Linked DNA regions of Mus musculus: region 2 is linked to region 1. Evidence: chromatin contacts called from public ChIA-PET data. All regions are on one chromosome and are shown on one strand. The core of a region is the stretch at or near the end of the contact, and the rest is flanking DNA. Distances in the headings are between cores, read along the strand shown.

Evidence for each region. ChIA-PET counts read pairs in DNA pulled down with a chosen protein or histone mark.
Region 2: an RNA polymerase II ChIA-PET map of memory CD8 T cells shows a contact between it and region 1, with 8 read pairs. The contact joins two enhancer-like sites. A contact is called at or near these places in 3 of 484 Hi-C or Micro-C datasets (group 2 innate lymphoid cells, immediate neuronal precursor and nephron progenitors), 2 of 115 datasets of contacts at active chromatin or transcription factors (astrocytes and memory CD8 T cells) and 1 of 9 other capture datasets (liver).

What each region holds. Positions count from the first base shown.
Region 1 is chr3:28,243,135-28,250,267 of GRCm38.p6, forward strand. No RefSeq gene overlaps it. Among named protein-coding and RNA genes, the nearest start is that of Tnik, 17 kb to the right of the region's middle. Within about 2 kb of position 1,432, at least 17 of the 459 cell types and tissues checked have an H3K27ac peak or open chromatin away from gene starts, as enhancers often do. A contact at or near this core is called in memory CD8 T cells, where this site is marked.
Region 2 is chr3:28,402,592-28,408,994 of GRCm38.p6, forward strand. All of the region lies in intron 2 of Tnik (TRAF2 and NCK interacting kinase), which reads left to right. Among named protein-coding and RNA genes, the nearest start is that of Mir466q, 14 kb to the right of the region's middle. Within about 2 kb of position 3,005, at least 49 of the 459 cell types and tissues checked have an H3K27ac peak or open chromatin away from gene starts, as enhancers often do. A contact at or near this core is called in memory CD8 T cells, where this site is marked.

The DNA.
Region 1 (7,133 bases), core at 182-2,681:
CAAAGTTGTCTGCTGACTTCTACACACCCTGTGCGCCCTTCACTTTATGTATACACACACACACACACACACACACACACATGTAATAGTATTAAATTAAAAATTTAAAAGTCTGAGCTGTGTAAGAAGATATCAAGAATTGCTTTTTAAAACAGCCAAGGTTCACCCCTTTCTTCTCCCCTCCCGACTTCTCCTTTGCTCTTTCTTCTCTCAACTCTTCCTTCCCTCGCCTCTCTTTTCCTTTCTCCACTTTCCCTGCCCTCCCTCCTGTCTATCACCTATCTACCTACCCATCTACTTATCTATCTATCTATCTATCTATCTATCTATCTATCTATCTATCTATCTATCATCTGATTTCTCTTAACTAAGGTTCTTGTACATGGTACATGTTATGACCTTACAAACCTCCTACCCCAGCTTCCTGAGTGCTTGAATGAATGGCATGTGCCATCCAGAGATTGTCATTCAGGATCATCCAATCTCTCTCTGGGAGAAGACTGAGCTTACAAAATTTTACTATGCTTAAGAATAATCTGAAAACAGCGTCCAAATAAAGTATGACTGGATATCTTACGGTTTCCATTGCTGTAAAGAGACACCATGACCATGACAACTCTTAGAGGAAAACGGTTTATTGGGGCTGGCTTACAGGTTCAGAGGTTTAGCCAGTTATAATCATGGTGGGAAGCATGGTGGCAAATAGACACACATGGTACTGGAGAAGGAGCTGAGAGTTCTACATCTTGATTCACATGCAGCAGAAATAAAATTAGAAATACTTCCTACTCTAACAAGGCCACACCTCCTAATAGTGTCCCTCTCTGTGGTCTATGGTGGCCATCTTTATTCAAACTACCACACCAGAAATCAGATAATATTAAGAATAAATTATGGATGTTTTGTTAGAAGCCACTAAAGCAGAATTTTCCAATAATTGAATTATGAGCCGAAGTAAAATCCTGGGTCCAGTGCAAGAAAAAAATGTCCTATCAAATTCATTAAAAGATTTATTATTGTATTTTTTTTTAAAGGTGACTGGTATAGTGCCCAAGAGAGAACAAAAACTAACGAATGCCTAAAGTCCACTGACCTGAGCCTGGGAGCCAGATGGGCTGTCAGTAGCTGCTTGGCAGAATAACCCTTAATGCTGTAAATGTTCATCAGGAAAGTGCTTGCATTTCCAATCATGATGCTAATAATTCTGCAGAAGGTGGCTATAAATTCGATCATGTAAGACAGTCTCTCTGTGCTGGTTGGGTATCACACTTCCTTCTAAGTGTGACAGTGACACTGTGGTTTTCCTGCCCCTCCCCAGTTTGTTAAACGTCCACCACTGAAAAGATAATGGTCCAGCTTCCTACATGCCCCGGCATTAGCTGCTCTTCTCATTGCTGTGACAAAGAACCTGACAAAGCAACTTAAGGAAGAAAGCGTTTGACAAGGCTCACAGTTTCAAAGTACAAACTTACCTGGAGGAAGGCCTGGCCACAGTAGCTTGAGGTAGCTGTCACATTATACCTGCAGTCAGGAAGCAGAGAGAGAGACAATGCTGGTGCTGAGCGCTCTCTCTCTCTCACTCTCTTTCTCTCTCTCTCTCCCTCTCCCTCCCTCCCTCTCTCTCTCTCTCTCTCTCTCTCTCTCTCTCTCTCTCTCTCTCTCTCTCTCTTTATCTCTCCTTCCTCCACCCTGCTGTGATCAGTCTGGAAATGCCCTCACTAATATGACCTAGGAGGTGTGTCTCCTAGGTGATTCTGAATCTAGTCGGGTTGACTGCGATTAAGTCCCATGGCTCTGGAGCCCCATTCTCCTGCCGTGAACATCTTATACTACTCTTTGACAGTTGCCACAATGGAAGAGGCAGCATCGGTGTATCACTGCTAACTGACCTACGTGCTTTACCCAGATCCTACTTTGCTCATTGCATCAAATTGGGGCAGCAAGCCATCAACATGGCCATCACTGATGCTGTGACCTATGACCCTTGGTTAAGACAGCGCTTGCTGTTTGCTGGGCTTCTCCACTATACCAGCTACTCCCTTATCCAAACTCTGACTGGGAAGTACTCCACTCAGCACAGGCCTCATTCAAGTAGCTCTCCTTTTCTTGAGATACATAGTGAAATATTTATAGATAAATTGATTGGTTGGTAAGGATTGGTCTTCAGATAGTCAGCCAAGAAAATAAAGCCTGAGAAGGGGTGAGGATGTAGCTATAACTAAGCATGACCCCTTGCCCATGGCTGTTGACGGTGGTGATGCCTACAGAGAAGCTAGATAAACTCTACTTTTGAGTGCTTTAAAATTTTCAAATAAGCTTTTTCCCCTCTAGCGCAGCCGACTCTGCAGGTCTGTGTGGAGCTGCGGTTGCGGGTCTCTGTTTCGCAGGATGGGGTTCGTGAAAGTTGTCAAGAATAAGGCCTACTTTAAAAGATACCAAGTGAGATTTTGAAGGCGGTGAGAGGGTAAAACTGACTACTATGCTCGGGAACGATTGGTGATCCAGGACAAGAATAAGTACAACACACCCAAATATAGGATGATAGTTCATGTAACTAAGAGAGATGTCATCTGCCAGATTGCATATGACCGTATAGAAGGGGATATGATCGTCTGTGCAGCATCTGCACATGAACAGGAAGGGGCTGCTGAAAGCTAAAGCAGTTTTCTATGAAGATTGTTTCATAAAGACAATAAACATATTAATCAAGCAAAAAGAAAAAATTTTCAAATAAGAGTTGTTTTTTTGTTTTTGTTTTGTTTTGTTTTGTTTTTAAATCTTCAAACTAGTTTCTTCTCAAACTGCAGAGCTAGGTTTTTAGGCACAGTGATATTCATATTCCAGAACGTATTCATCCAGAAACGAGGTGACTGCTAGGTGTGACTGACAAGGGCGCCTTGAATGAACTGGGCCATTTGTTTGGGAGATTTAACAAGGAAGATTCCTATGAAGTGTGCTCCTGACATTTTCCTGTCTCTAACCATCTATGGACAGAGGATACTGTGGGGTCAATCCACCAATGCTCCACGTTCTTAGTGCTGCTTACATAAGCTGACGTCTAGTGGAGTCCAACTGCTGAGAAGCTGGGAGCTTTAACCTTCTTAGAAGGCTGAACTGCTTTGGATGAGCTATTAGAGTCAAGCTGCCAGATCACACACAATGCCCAACCAAGGTGGGTTAGAAACATCATAAATTGATCTCTTATTAGTTCTAGAGAGTTCAAAGGCAAAGTACAGAAAAATTCAGTGTCCTGTGAGAGCTTGTTCCTCATAATGGCACCTTCTGGTTGAGTCCTCTTGTGGAAAGGAGAAGCGATCATTCTAGACAATCTTACAGAAGGCCACTGACCCTATTCACAAAGCTCTGCCCTCAGGACCCCATTGCCCTTCTTAAAGCCTCTTATGCAAGCATCCTGGGAGGTAGGAATTCAACACATGAACTTGAGGGTGGTACACAAGCACACACACCCATCCCATTGTTTGGTTCATTAGGAGTCTTTGGTGTGATTCTCTTAGAACTTCCAAGAGTTCCGGCATAGTGCAACGATGCTGCCTAGATGCTGTCTGGGACTGTAGAAGGCAGGTCAGTGCTGGCTTCCTGAGAACTCACCAATGATTTCAGTACAAATCCAGAACCTCTTTCCAACCAACTTTTATCTGCTAGTTTTCTTCCTGTTTTTGTTTCTTTGGTTGATTTTAGATTATTTGGGATATGCAAAGTCTCATGTATCCCAAATTCAAACTTTTCGCTTGCATGCATATATCTGTGATCATACGAGTGCATGTATATCTGCACATGTGTAGGATATTATATGTTCATATGCTTGTGAATGTGTGTGTGTGTGTGTGTGTGTGTGTGTGTGTGTGTGAACCCAGTGTTTATCTCAGATTTCTTCCTCAATTATTACCTTAGACATCAAGGCAAGGTCTTTTGAACCCAGAGCTCACTAATTTGCTTTGGCTAGCTAGCTAGGCAGCTTGTTTAGAAGATACTGTCCCTGTCCCCGCCCCTGGGGTTACAGGTGGATGACCTGGCTTTTACAGGGGAGCTGGGAAACGGAATTCTGACTCTCATGCTTACATGGAAAGTATTTTAACCACTGAGCGATACACCAGCCTTGAATTTTATAGTTTTTGAGAATGAATGAAAATGATAAACCCAGAGTGGATTTGCTTTCTCTCATGTAGGTTACAGGCCTCAAACTTGCAATGTAGCTCAGAACGAAACTAAATTTGGGATCCTTCTTCCTCCCAAGTGCTGAGATTAGAGGTGTGCCGCACTGTCTGGTTTATGTGGTACTTGATGTGGAGCCCAGGCCTTGTGAGTACCGTAGGCAAATACTCTATCCACAATTGAGCTCTATCTCCAGCCCAACCACTGATTTTGATTAGAATTTTTAGCATAAGTTTAGCCAGAGAACAACTGCTTTATTATTGGAACCAAGTAGTTGTACAAAGTTGCAACTTTAAGATGTCAGCCTTTAGAGAACTCAAGACTTGTTCAACATTTACTGACTTCAAAGTGACTAGCTTGACTTGCCTTTACTGGCTTCCTCACTAAACGTCATAATTACTAATTCACTTTTTAATGAATGCCACTTTTATTGAGGTGCTTATTAAAGCACTTAATATTGCAAGCGTTAAGCTAGACACTCCAGAAATAGAGCTAAACTCAAGAAATGTCTTTAGAGTCAAGAGTTCCACAGAGGAAAAGGAAACCAAGGACTACAATATAATCATTTCAGTGTTTTGGAAAAGAGTTCGCCTATGCCAGGTTAAAATCTGTGCACATGCCCACTGGCGAGACTTTGATGAATCTTGAGACTTTTGTCTTCTGTCCTCTTTAGCTAGTTGATCCGCATAATCCCTCTTTGTTCCCTAGCTTCTTTGGCTTAAAGTTACCACTCTGCCAAACTTCCTGGGCTCCATCTTTGGCAGTGCCTCCCACACTGCAGCCACAGTGGCAAACAGACTCACTTAGTTTGGCACTTTATAGAGGCCCACACATTAAGGGAAATAATGGCCAGTTGTGTATCACCATTTCTTTAAGGTAAAAAGCACAACATGAATCAAGACAACTTTCAATGTCTGGGGTACAACGTGGTATTGTAGAAGGAGCAGTAGATGGGAAATCTGGTAGAGAACAATTGTGATAAATACAGCCTTGCTTTACAAGTTCTGCCCCTCCCCCAAAGCCTTCAGGTCTCAAAGCTCTTCCCTGTGTGAACTCCAGGGCACTGAGCCCCATCCCACAGAGTCCCTAGACCTCTGGACTTGGCTATATTCAAGGTCCCTTCAAGCTTTAAAAGTCTAACGGAAAGCTTTATCTACTATATGACTTAATGTCAGGGTCCAGCTGGGCTCCCTTCCCCTCATCCAGCTCTGGATACCTTGCAGAATTGTGTCATTACAAATATGTGGCTATGGAATGAAAAGTGAACATTATTTCCTGTATATGGTGAGGTAGGAAAAACTTGAGTGTAAAATCAAAGAGGACACGGTTCTACAGACAGGTTATTGGGTGGGGGTGGGGGTTGAGATGGCAGGAAATATGGCCCTGTGAGCTTTTGACACGGTCTGGAGAGGCCTAGTGGTGAGAATTAATGTCCTTTCATCATTTGTAAGAGTATTCTTGGTCATTGGCCAGCCATGGGTAGAATATTGTGTGCTAGGTCCTAGGAATGCTGAGAGAAGCAGGCTAAAATCTTCATCACTTGGCCAGATTGCAAGAGAATTTAAAACTTAGTATTTAAGGAGATTAAACAACTGCTATGAAATCATAAACAATTACATTTCTGTAATAAATATTGAAGGATTCCAGCTGCATATTAAAATTTCTATGCATCTTGGTTGTTAGGAAATTCTCAAGGAATGAAAACAGAAAATGCCATTTTGAAAGTGCTTGCCAAATTCCTAGTAAAAATAGTGTTCTGTATTTAGAGAAAGTGTAATACTGGTATTTTAGATAAAGTGCTGTGTTTGTCTTTGGGTTTCATAGTGTCAGATCATTAAGAAAATTCCTCCAAACTCATTTAATAATAAAAAAAGATGTATTCACAAGGCACTATCATTCTCAGCAGCAACATTTTAAAATAACACCTGCCCATCTATCATCTATTTATCATCTGTCCATCTATCACCTATTTATTATATATTATCCATCTATGATCTAATGTATATCTATCATTTGTCTAATTATAATCTGCTATTTTTATATACCATCTATCTTAAATTTGTCTATCATTTATCAGCAAACGTTTGGGAAACAAGAAAAGAAAGAAACAAAACAATCATATTATTTCTGTATTTTAAAATTTAGTCTCAAGTGAACCCACCTTTAGGGATAATATGTTTGTGTCTGGGATCAGATTATCTAGCATATAGTACATCAAACTTTAGGCTCTTAACAAAGACAGAAAGAAGAAATCACAAGAGGTCAAAGCAATTGGAAACTAATGCACAATTCTCCTAGGGCCTTTGTGCAGGGCCAACATAGTAGTCATGCCAGAGAAGGATAGAGGGGAGAACAGGAGAAGTGCTAGGGTAGTGAGAGCTGGGGCCTCTCCCTCTTAAAAGGAGAGATGCTAAAGGTGAAGATACGTTTCTCACGGGACCTCTGGCAACAAATTTAACTGCATCAGCAAAAGCCAATCTATGGAGCAAAGACCGTCTGAGAATCGTGCATTTTAGATTGATATAGCTTAGACTCAATATGTGGAAATATTGCAACATGATCTGAAAGTATGTGTATACATGATTGATGCGTTTTGGAAAGCAGTTTGTCAGACTTTATGGCTTGGTCAAATTTCTCAGTCTAGTATGGGACAGGTAAACACCCTGTGTGTTTTTAGTTTGTGAGGATTGTTTTGCTGTGCATGCTTGTGTGTGCTTGTGTGTGTGTTTGTGTTTGTGTGTGTGTGTGCGTGTGCGTGTGCGTGTGCGTGTGCGTGTGTGTGTGTGTGTGTGTGTGTAGGCCAGAGGTCAGTTTTAGGTGTCTTCCTTGATTGTATTTCACCTTAGGTTTTAAGACAGGTTCTTTTATTGAATCAGGAGCTCATTGGCTCTAGGCTTGCTGGCTGGTGTGCTCCTAGGAGCATCCTGGCTCCAGCTGCCCAGCGCTCCTGCTTCTGTTTT
Region 2 (6,403 bases), core at 1,755-4,254, 160 kb after region 1:
GATTCTCAAATCATTATAATTGAACATTTAAAGCCTTCTCACCAAAAGGTATTTTAGGCATTTGGCTATATTGCCAATTACAGCATCATCTTAAAAGAGAGGCTTTTAAATTAATTAAACCCATTACACCTGAATATTTGATTTCTGCCAACACATAATTTTAAGTTGTCACTTCAAAATAATTTGGGGAGGATTTAGACTGTCAGACTTCCTTAGCTGCTCCTGGCATTAAGATGGATAACAGGTATAAGTGGCCCTAGCCAGGTGCTTTCCCCCTGGCCTGAGGCAGGCAGATCTGCTGTCCTCAAGCCCTTCTGGCTGCTGTAACAGAGATGCCATGACTTAAACACCACACACAGACTTCTCCCTGCTCTAGAAACTGGGAATAAGATTAAAGTGTCCACAGAGTAAGTACGGCTGAGAGCTCATGCATATGGCTCTCATGGGTCCTCACAGGACCAAGGGGACTTGGGGCTTGTTTGAAAGTACACTAGCCCTGGACCTGGGAGAAGACCCAGGAAAGCACTTTCAAGTGCAAGTCCAAGGACCAGTTCTGATCACATGACTCCATGTAACAGCTGAATGGGTATGCCAGGCTCCTAGAACTCCAGCTTCTGAAGGCAGGGATGGGATTCCCAGAGCAAGCTAGGTGCGTAGCTAGGCAAGCCATGTCAGGGAGCTCTGGGTTTTATTGAGACATCCTACCTCAGTTAATAATTGAGAGAGCACTTGAGCATGATTCCTGACCTCAATCCTGGCTTCTACATGTATACAGTGTGCATATACACGCACACACATGTTCACGCCTGCTAAACATGCATATACATAAGTATAACACACACACACACACACACACACTCACACACACACTAACCCCAGTCAAGAAGGTTCTCTTCACATTGTCTCTCAAAGTTCCTGTCTCCTCTGAGCATCATATTCTCCTGTTCATTCATTCAGTCTATGACCAAAATGTGTCTCTTCTTCATTTCTTTGTCACCTTGACACACCTAGGAAGAACTTTAATTAAAGATTTTTTTTTCTCTATCAGAATGGCCTGTAGACATGTCTGTGGGACATTTTCTTGATTGTTAATTGATGAGGGAGGGCCAGTCCACTGTAGGCAGAAAACCATCCTGGACAGATGGACCTAGAACCATCCCTGGGTAAGGAAGCTGAGTGTGCACATCAGAGAGAGCAAACCAGTGTGCAGCATTGCTCCATGGTTTCAGCCTCGCTGCCTCCCTCTATGGTCCTGCCTTGAGCTGCCTTGGCTTTTCATCATGGTGGAGTATGATTTGTAAGCTGCAGTAAGTCTTTTCATCCATAGCTTGTTTTATCAGAGCAACAAAAAGGGGAACTAGGGTACTGTCTGAGAAGTGACCTGGCCTCGCCCTTGTGACTCGTTAGGTATGGGACGGGGCTCAGAATCCTTCTTTCAGACAAATTGCTTCCTTAATGAATCAAACCTAGGAGCCAACTTAATGCCAGGTGATGGGAAGTGCTCTGGAATCCAGAGGCCTGGGGTGAGGCCTTGGTCTTGGCCAGGTGAGCATAAACAGTCGCCATGTTTTCCTTGATGTGGCAGTGGCAGGGCACGCTTGCTTTTGCTGCTCTCCCATGGCCTCCAAGTTGAGTGGCTTCACACCCTATACTGTAGCTCTCATGCAGAAGTGAGGGCCTATGCTCTAGACTGGCAGTATTCTATCAGACAAAACCGTGAACTTCCTGGCAGATCCCATCCAATCACACTTTGTCCTCCTCAGAAGCTCTTGAAGAGTCAGCTCTAGTGAAAGAGAGAATCCATCTTAGAGGGTGGTCTCAGGAACCAGGCCTCATGCAGCCAATCTTCTGCTATGTTCTGTTTAGTCCTATAGCCCTTTCTGGATGCAAATCTCATTCTCCAGACTGATGGTGTATAGACATCTATGCTTTGGCAGTCTACCAGCTGTATGGATACATGCCCATGACTGAAACTCACAGGCTTAGATCTCACCTGCTGATTATAGCTTTATGTAAACCTAAAGATTAATGGGAAACTGTCTTAAGGGAGAAAGGAATTAACACAGCTTTTCAAGACATCAGTTTGGGAAATGCTTAAGTACCTGCTGCATTTCTTATGTCAAGCTTACAGTACCCTGAAGTGAGCATCAGCATCTAAACAGAGAGTTGAAGGCACAAGCACCTATGATAACCATTTAAAAATAAATAATGCATAATTGATCTAATAATCAGCTAACTGATTTTTAAAAGATTACATTTACTTAGCATGCATGCACATGCACACATCACAGCATCTATGTAAAGGTCAGAGGTCAATCTGTAGGCTTGGACCATATAGGCTGAAGGGATCAAACTCAGGTTGTTAGGCTGAGCCATGGGCGCCTTTACCCTCCTCTCTCCATGTCTTCTCCATGAAGCATCCTTCTTTCCAGCTTGTCCAGGCTTTGAGTACCCATCCTCTCTTGTATATTGCTGCTAGCCTTGCTGTTCCTCTGCTTGCAGAAGGAAATCTGGGCTGTGAGGACAACACCAGCCACTGTTTCCTCCCCTGAAGAAGATGGTTTTGCAGGCTGTGTTCATCTTCCAGTGCTGAAGCTTTGCAACACCTGTACGTTTGCAAGAGAAATTTATCCGATTCTGCAGGCTGAGCTAATTGCAATTCTCCAGTGTTATTATTATTTGAAATCTTCAGTGAATCACCAAACCTCACTAATTCTCAAACCAAAGTCTTTGTGTTAGGTGACGGTGGCCCATCTAATTACCAACAATTAGATGAGTAAGAACACCTGACCCCAGCAGTTCAGGTTCTAATGAGACTCTGGTTCAGACAGTGTCAGCTAGAACCAGACAAAACAGGCTCACTCAGCCTTCCCTGTGACAATAACAGAGCTGGTGGCAGCTGAGGAAAGTGGGAAAGTCATTTTGTTCTTTCTGTCCTAGATTCCAGGGGCTGCTTCGCTCTAGAGACCTTTTAAGCTTGTTTAGTTCTCTATGAAAGCAACAGGAACATAGAACAGGAAGGAGCCCATAGAAGGGAGAGGCTGACCTAATTTGAATGTCCTCAGTTACTCAAAGGAACTGAAGCTTTAAAGGCACAGAGCCTCAAGGCTAGAGTTGTTTAGCTCTACACCCACACTCCCCTCATGGCTTCTTCTCTTCCATCCATTGTACTCTGCACACGTGCAGATTTCATGTGCATTAAAAGCATCATGCTGCTTTCATCTGGATTGAGTTCTGCTGGGGAATGAACCCTTTGCTTTTGAGAGTACACTGTAGAATGGAGAAGCTTGTTTTCGTTGGTTGTTTCCTTTATGTCAAAGAATGGCCATTAGCTGTGCTAGAATGGTTGGTCTTCTTGTTCCTCTTTGCTATGGAGGGTCTTGGATGTAAAAAAAAAAGGATTAGAAACTCAGAAAATGAAATGTAAACGTCTAGTCTGTTGATGGTGCATAGTATTAACAGTTTGATGTTAATGGCACGCTGGGTTGTGACCTTGGTTTATCTGAGTCAGAGTTTGAGGACATCGCGAAGCAGTAAGTGGTGAGATTCTCTCTCTGTGCTTCTTGTTCTTCTGTGTAGTAACTGTGCACTTTTTAAAAGGGTCTCAATCTGAATACATGGAAATTTCTTCCAGGCTCCTCACTACATGCACTGTATTTTGTCCCTGTGATTTGTAGATTCTCACCATTGTAATGAACAGACCATGCCAGAGGTCCCTGAGGGCAAAGAGGGTTGACCACAGAAGTCTTAGTGTCTAGAACAAAGAACGTGATCAGCAGACAGATGAGGGTTCTTGTCTCTGGAGAGCAATGCAAAGGCAGTGCCCCATGTCAATAGCCAACTTGGAAAAATGTAAAGGACTAAGTTATTTTTCTTGATGCTATGACAAAATATGTATGAAGAAGCAACTAAAAGGATGAGTTTGCATGGTTCATGGTTTGTGAAGGGACACAGTCGATCATGGTAAGGGAAGGACTGGCATCAGCAACCTGGTGGCTCTGGTCATATTGTGTCTATAGTCAGGAAGCAGGAAGCAGGAAACAGGAAGCAGGAAGCAGGAAGCAAACAACATGAAGTAGACAGAAAGTGGAACCCAAATGTAAGTCTTCTGCTCCCCTCCCCCAGTGACTCACTTTTGCAAGTGGGGTTCCATCCTAAACAGTTCATCAGCTTCCAAAACAGAGCCATGAGCTTGGCAAGCACATGGTCAGACACACAAGCAAGCATATGGAGATACTTCAGCGTCAAAACACAAGGACTTGTAAGATACCTAGTAACCAGGCCATATTAAAAAAAAACAAAACAAAACCCCTTTTACTATCTTCAGCATATATCTGTCCGTTTTTACCCACTGCAGGTGTCCAAGCGGAATACAAAGAAGTAGTTTCCTTGTAAGACAGAAGGGAGAGACAGCTCACATCATAAAACCACAGGTTGACAAACACAGTAAAGGGCCAGAGAGCAAATGATACCTTGAATGCATAGGTTGGGATGTCCCAGAAGGCCCAGGTGGTAAAGGCTTGCCCCAAGGCTGGCACCACTGGGATCTGTAGAAACAGTATAGTGGCCCTTCTTAACTTCCTTTTACTTTCTGGTCATGATGTGAACAGTTTTGTCCCTTCATGGGTGTTCCTGCCATGGTGCTCTACCACACCACAGGCCCAAAGCAACAGGGCTTACCAAAAGTGGACAGAACCTCCAAGACTGCAAGCCACCATACACCTGCTTAGGTATTTTATTATAGCAGTGAAAGGCTGATTAATACCACAACCCCCCCTCCCCCGTCCATCATGTGAAACAGGAAAGCAGCCACACACAAAAGCACAAAGGAAAAACCAGGCTGGGCTCTAATCAGACTTCAGTCACAGGTGCAGACATGTCACCTTCTCACTGCCTTATATTATGAAATTCTACTCAATTAGGAAATTTCCATAAGACACCTGACAGTGTGAAATGTCTCAACTCACCGTACTTATGTATGCTTGCTATCAGTGGTAACAGTGCTCAACCCTGAGAATTTGATTTTATGATGCGATTATTAAGGAGGGGGTACTTTCTTTCTCTGAGTGATTTGATGATCTTAAGTGAGCATGATTCCTATATTATTTGCAGAACTAAAATTAGTTACTTAAATATAAAAAGAGAGTCACATTTAAGAAGACACTGAGCATGTTACTGTGAATCTCAATTATAATTGACCTATGATTTATAAGAATGTTCACATTCACCTTTTCTGAATATAGCTTTTGGGAATTCACGTCTGTATAAAAGAATTGGTTACTGATGTTTGCTCTATAGGATCAAGAATAAAAGCAGAAGCAGTGAACCTTGGGAAAGGACCTGGCAGGACTGGGAGGGGTTGTGGATCTAAGGAACTATGAAGACAAAAGAGCGCTATCAGGACACATTGCTCGTGTGTAAAGTAAAAGACTAAATTAATAAATAAAAATTAAATAAACTGGAGTATCTTTTCCAGGCAATTGGTATTAAAATAAGGCAGGCATGTACTAATCCCACAATCCATACGGATTCAAGTTAGAAATGCAACATTTGCCCACATGTGCTACTAGGGCACACGCCTGGAAAACGGGTGGCATCTTTCTCCGGGTACTACTGTTGTTTTAATCAGGTTTTCTGGACTTTCAAAGTCGTTGGTTAAATTAGAACTGACACATATGTTAATTAGCTGGGTGGCAGGGTAGAGATAAACAGGCAAAACAGAATGACAACATGTTCCCTTTAAAAAAATGGTGACTCTGAATAGTATTTGGTTCTGTTTGTCAGTAATTGTGTATCTTCCTCTGTCCTTGCCTGGTGTGTTAATCTGCTAGTCTGAAATCTTTTTTATCTGCCTGTACTGTGAGATCCTTCTTTGCCATAATCCATCTGTGTCCTACAGGAGGTGAACCTGCCTTTCAGGACTGGCATGGTGGTGGACAGTATTAATGTGTATAAAAGGAAAAACTCCTTGAATAATTTAATGACCAAATGTCATCTGGGGAAAAGGGGTCAGTATGGAAAATGACTTTTCCTATCAGCTTTAAAAATCACAGTGTGGCTTGCCTTTCTTATGTGCAAATCAAATATCAAATTGAAGGATGTTTATACATCTTTCTGTAGGATGTTTAATGTTTTGCATTTCCTATTAGAACAAGGAAGCGTCTATAGCATTTTTGTTTACTTCTGTTAAAAGAAAGGAAAAAAAAACACAACAGAAAACCTAACCAACCGTCAGAACCTCAATAAACGAACCAGCAAAAGAAAGTCCTCCTTCTTTCCAGAACAACAGATGCTGCCTTTGACCTTGGGATTTAAGGGCAAATCTATCCTTGTTTACACGTCTTGAATTTCTTGGATTTGCCAGTATGAGGACAGCCGTTGGGGACGAAGCGCTCCAAGTATG